Regions from separate parts of the Mus musculus genome. Here region 1 is linked to region 2. Evidence: chromatin contacts called from public Hi-C data. All regions are on one chromosome and are shown on one strand. The core of a region is the stretch at or near the end of the contact, and the rest is flanking DNA. Distances in the headings are between cores, read along the strand shown.

Region 1 (2,700 bases), core at 127-2,626, 96 kb before region 2:
CCAGCCTTAAAGCAGGGCTGTGGACAAAGATGAAAATGTATGGCACTTATATGATGGTAGCAGCTGATCATGTTATGAATGTCACCAAGGATATGAACCAGATCATGTGTCTTTCAGCATTTAGGGTCCTACTGCTGGAACATTCTAGATTTATTTAGCCTGGCTGTAGGGCTCCTGAGGTAACACCCCCTTCTTTGATGTCATCCTTATTAGTCCCTTCTGCAATGTTGAAGATCCGCCACTAGGTGGCCATATTTCCTTTCCTTGCGCAGCAAAAAATGGGGGAAGGGCGCAGCACATTCTAGAAACCAGGTTCTGAAGTGGTCCTTGGATTTATGACTCCGTCATCATCCCCAAACCATCTTTTCAGACCCCAGATTTGGGAGGGAGGGGAAAGGCAGTGTGGAAGGTACCTACAAGGTTGTGAGAAATGAGATTAGGAGACACTAATGGATATCCCACCTGTTCTGGCCAGTCACCCCCACCATTTTTTGCATCTCCACTCACTGTCTGGTGCCCATCCCCATTACTACACACCTCCAGAAATCCGCGCTGTTTTTTCTCTTCTTCTTTTCTCAAGCTTCTGGTCTATAGATGCTCACCGTGGCCTGTCAGAATATGCCAGACCTACCATGCAGACAGGTCACTTTCCATCAATCAGAAGCCTGTGGGGAGTGACAGCACCCAGGATGCAGGGTACCAGGGCCCCTCTCAGGAACCATTTCGGAGCCCTAATAGCCGAGGCGACTCACCACCCACCAGCTGAGTTGGCCCCCTGCACCTGCACCCACATCCATGGGCTCCAGGCTTGCTGTCCTCCTCCCCCGCAACCCCCCACCGCCATTTCTCCTGTGGCCACCTACCTCATAACCTGTGTTGGTCCCGGACTGACACCTGGAGGGAGGCTGTCAGGTTGTAGGCTCTGCCACCCTCCAAAACCCGCAGACTTTGCCTCCTCAGCCGCCCCCTGCTCCTGCGGCCCTGCCTTAGTTCCCCGCTTCCTCCTCCCCACCACGGTCTGGGGTCTCCGGGCACCGCGCACACTCCAGGGAGCAGCTGCGACCCCTTTGCCTCCACTGAACTGTCAGGGCCAGGCAGTTGTTTGCAGTGCGCGACCGCCCAGAGCCCTCGACACACCCCCACTTGCCTGGCCAGGCGCACGGCCCAGGTCCCTGGGCTCCCCCACGTCCGACTCCTATTCCTGGGTGTTCTCTGTCCTCTGCAGATCCTCTCACTGGCCTTTAACGCTTTGCGCGCGAGTGGAATGGCAGAGATGTGTCCTGTCCCCACGCCTCTGCACCAAACAGGCAGGGGCTGCGCAGGATGCGACAAGCCAGCTCTCCTCGAGGGTGTCGGGAAGGGGGCGGAGGGATACTGCGCACGGGGCTCTACGCCCCCTCCCGGACCCACTGTAGTTCCGACTCGGAGTGGGCGGGGCCAGACAGCCCCACTCCTCTTGGAGGGGTGGGTTGCACCGGTTAGGCGTCTGCAGACCCCTGTTCACCCTAACCAGAGACCACCACCACTTTTTTTTTTTTGGCGCCACAACAGTGTGTGGGATGGCTAAGACCTAGAGTCTATGAGGGTTTTGGGAAGGGGGGGACTATAAGGAGGAGAAGGTCTGCAGTTAGGGAGCAGGGGGGAGCAGCGGAGGGATACTGAGTGGCCCCTAGATTTGCACTTCAGAACGAGGCTGGACAGTGCCTACCCATCACAGCACCCACTCTGTACTCCCTCCCAACCTCCCCCCCCCTTTCTGTCGCCAATGGAAGGGGAGGGGGGCTGTTAGTAATGCAGCCTGAGAGGGGACAGGTGACCTAGCAACAGCCAGCCAGCCAGTAGGTTCCTGTTGATTCTCCCATGTTTTCTCTTACTGGCTCATGCAACCATGAAGAGGAGAGCATTTTTGAATCTAAAGGATAGGACATGGGGGCTTTCATTACAACCCCCACCACTGTCCACTTTTCAAAAGGGAGATAGAGGCACAGAGGGATGGAGGGAGGGAGAAAAGAAGAGAGGGGTGGAGAGAGAGAGAGAGAGAGAGAGAGAGAGAGAGATGTTCTCATTCTAAGGAGCAATACCCTTGGGTTACTTATTGACTTATTGTCTGTCCCCACAATTGTCCTTTCCCTGTCAGTATTTACAGGGTGCCATAGAGACCTACAGCCTAGTGTTGGGAGCCATATTGGGCCTGTTCAGTTTCCTTGCCTATGGTTCTCTGAACTCATCTCTTCCCAGTCAGGTCCAAGCTCTTGTTTTTGGCAGCATGCATATGCAGGAGGATCAACTAGCTTGGATCTCAGCCACAACTCGATTCACTGTAACTGTCAGGGAAACCACCCTCTGTGCATTTTTTCTCTCACAACCCACCCCTGGCTGACTTTGAGTCTTTTCTTTTACCCCACCCACAAAATTCCCTCTGCTCTCCATCCTCTTTGCTTGTTTTGTGAGAAAATCAGGAATGGCCTTAAGCACACAGTAAAGCTGCCGGGCTTGCTCATCTAGAAATTCCTTTAAACACCTAGTTAGTTTGCAGCAAAACAACAACCCCAAGGATATGTGAACATACATTATTCGGCCAAGGAGAACTGAGGTTTCAGGTGGAACTCCAGTTGCAAATAGTGGGATCTAGCACACAATTCTGCTAGATGAGTCTACCCAATATAACTGTAAAGATTATAGGTGTGGCATAAATCCTGT
Region 2 (2,700 bases), core at 121-2,620:
GACAATTGCCTTCTCATTATCTCCTAGCTTCACATTCAGTTATTTTACAAACATTCACAACAGCCAAGTTATACAACCCTCCGGATGTGTCTATCAATGGAAATCCACAAACATGAGAACAGCACTACTGAGTATAATTTAGGAAACAGTAATTACGGAATAAATGCTTGCTGGATACAGATACTTGTTTGGTAAAGAATTCTCTGATTCCCTTTCTTTTTGTCATCCCCCCATGACACCCCCAAATCTCCACGTTCCTCTGCTATATTCTTAAAGCCTGATCATTTCCATGAAGGGACAACTAAATCATCTCTGCACAGTTGGTCGTACTGGTAGCAGTAGGGATGAAACGCCTGACAATAACAGGAAGCTGGGGAAATAATGAAAAGTATCATTTTCAATTTTCTTACACATTCTTATGATTATCCCCCACCCACCCACACAAACCTATCACATTCTGCAACATAGTTGGGGTAACGCGGAGGGCATTTCTGGAAGGCTGGAAAAGAGGAGATGTAGAAATTATTCTAGAACCCTACCTAGTCTTGCAGCTTTCTCCCACAGTACAGAAATCAGGTCAGTTTTGTTTATCTTCTCCCCTCCCCTTTTGATCTGCCGCCCTGAAACGTGGAGAAATGCAAACTTGGCACAAAATCTATCCACACAAATGAATGTGTGATAGCCCCAAATCAAATGAAATCGCACTGAGTAAGATATGGTTAATTAATGGTCAGATAAGAATGTGCAATCTTCGAATACACCCAACACAAGATTTAATGTTCCCACATCTATAACCCCTTTGTGTATCTCCTTCCTGATTCTCAAGGCTCCTCAGACAACTGCGTTCATCAGTGGTGGTAGTCCTTTCTCTGACAAGTACGCCATCTCCCCAGTAGATGATGCCATTGCATCCATCTCCCTTCCCAAACGTGATGAAGCGAGTTTCTGGAAACGTAGATAGCTTTTTCTCATCCTCCCTAGTCTGTCTTCCCAACACTCGCCCCCTAAAATCAGGTCACCAATCCCGCACCAATCATGGAACCCGCAACCACAACCCCAAGCAATGCCCTCCTTCTTACTGACCTGTTCTGCTTGAATCCAAGGCAGTTTTCTTAGGTGCGTTCTCTCCGGCGGCGCCTTCCCACACAGAAAGGAGGCAGGCAAACGCCGTCGGCAGTCCGCCGCAGGGAGCAGAGGCAATGGCGGCGACTGTAATTTAGGGGCTTGCCGGGAGCTTGGGATGTAGGACAAGATGAAGGGCCATGACTAGCAAATTACTGTCACCTTTCGGTACCCACTCCTCTCTCCGGTCCCTCACGAAGCGACTACATAGCTACCTACATCCGCCGGGACGCACTAGGCGCGGCTACGTCATTACGGAGGCCCGCAGAGGGAGGAGCTAGAGTTATTTAAGGAGTTCCGGCTTAGGGAAGCGGAGTGATACTACTGTGGCGCACACTGCGACACTTAGGTTCTGATCCCGAACTAGGGAAAACCGCGCCAAGCACCCGCAAGCAGGCGATTACCAAATGTCGGTTTTAGCTTCCTTCTTAGACATGTCTTTCCATTTCGAAATGCATGCGGTTTTCACGCTGTGGCGTCAGAAGAAAAAGCGGCCGCCTTACCGGGCGGAAGGATAGCAAAGAATTCTAGTGTTTTTACACGTTCCTCACTAAACCCACCGCCCACTGAAGTGAGCTGGTTAGGTAGGGGAGGGGCTCAAGGTAGAAACGATGCTGGGGGTGGGGCGGTTCTCAACGCTGAAATTACAAATAAAAATTCTCATTTATTCCAACAAATTCTAAACTGTTCCTTCTACAAGCAAAATCCGCCAGTGATGCACCTGTAAGGGCTTGTTTGCATAAAATTCTTGCTGCAGCGGCAGAACCTATGGAAAACTGCTCTGCTGCCAGACCGTTTTTGTTTTGTTTTGTTTTGTTTTTCAATCTCCCTTTTTATGTTTCCTGTTGCCACCCCTTGAAATCTTTTGCTCTTATTGTCCGGCATGTTTCTTGTTTTGAAATAGTTTTAGATAACATGAAGTAAGGATAGAGGAAAAACAGGGAGAAAAAGAACTGTGCAGACGAGTTCTACTCCAGGATGACCTCACTACCATAAGGTGCAGTGGCTTGGATTTAATCTAGGCACTGGGAAAACAAGAATCTTCTTACTGACAAGACATAATACCAAAGTATCTTTGTACCCGTGGACCAACACCAGTCCCTGCTCTGTGGATTTCTCCGGGCTTGTTCCCTCACGTTTCTTGCCCCCTAAATCTCTGACTATATAAGTCCTTGCATCTTGAATGCTGGGCCTCATGTTTGTATTATCTATTTGAACATAAATTTAATTAAAATAAGCCTTAGAATCAGAAAGTGTTTCTAACATGTATACCACTTAGAAATGTCCCAGCCCATCAGTCCTGTATGCCTCAACTCTAAGCTGAGCTATGACATTAGTAGATTATGATGAGAGACATTTTTCCTGTTTCAGGGATGTTTGTAATTTTGAAATTGCCTTAATAAAAGTGCATGGTTTCCCCTCAGTCCCAGTCTACATTATCAGAAAACCTGATAATGTCATGAGGCAGGAGGTTAACTTTTGGAAGGAATAACCAGCCTATAAGGAACAATACTAGGTGGTGATGGTCAGTCCAGACAGACCATCTTCATGACCCAGGACACAAGATGAAAATAGTTT

What was found. A called contact is a pair of places that touch in the nucleus more often than the background predicts.
Region 1: a Hi-C map of cerebral cortex shows a contact between it and region 2, with 3 times the contacts expected there. The contact joins the promoter of Gprasp2 here to the promoter of Armcx5 in region 2. A contact is called at or near these places in 14 of 39 promoter capture datasets (the 3T3-L1 cell line, the HPC-7 cell line, cranial neural crest and 10 more), 7 of 484 Hi-C or Micro-C datasets (the HL-1 cell line, cerebral cortex, cortical neurons and 2 more) and 2 of 9 other capture datasets (adipose tissue and liver).

The regions. Positions count from the first base shown.
Region 1 is chrX:135,837,710-135,840,409 of GRCm38.p6, reverse strand. Gprasp2 (G protein-coupled receptor associated sorting protein 2) reads right to left here and starts at 1,376. Exons shown (of 6, transcript NM_001359371.1): 1 at 1,148-1,376; 2 at 1-17.
Region 2 is chrX:135,741,362-135,744,061 of GRCm38.p6, reverse strand. It overlaps Armcx5 (armadillo repeat containing, X-linked 5), which reads right to left and starts at 1,370. Exons shown (of 4, transcript NM_001009575.5): 1 at 1,084-1,370; 2 at 448-499. Gprasp1 (G protein-coupled receptor associated sorting protein 1) reads right to left here and starts at 1,370. Exons shown (of 11, transcript NM_026081.5): 1 at 1,084-1,370.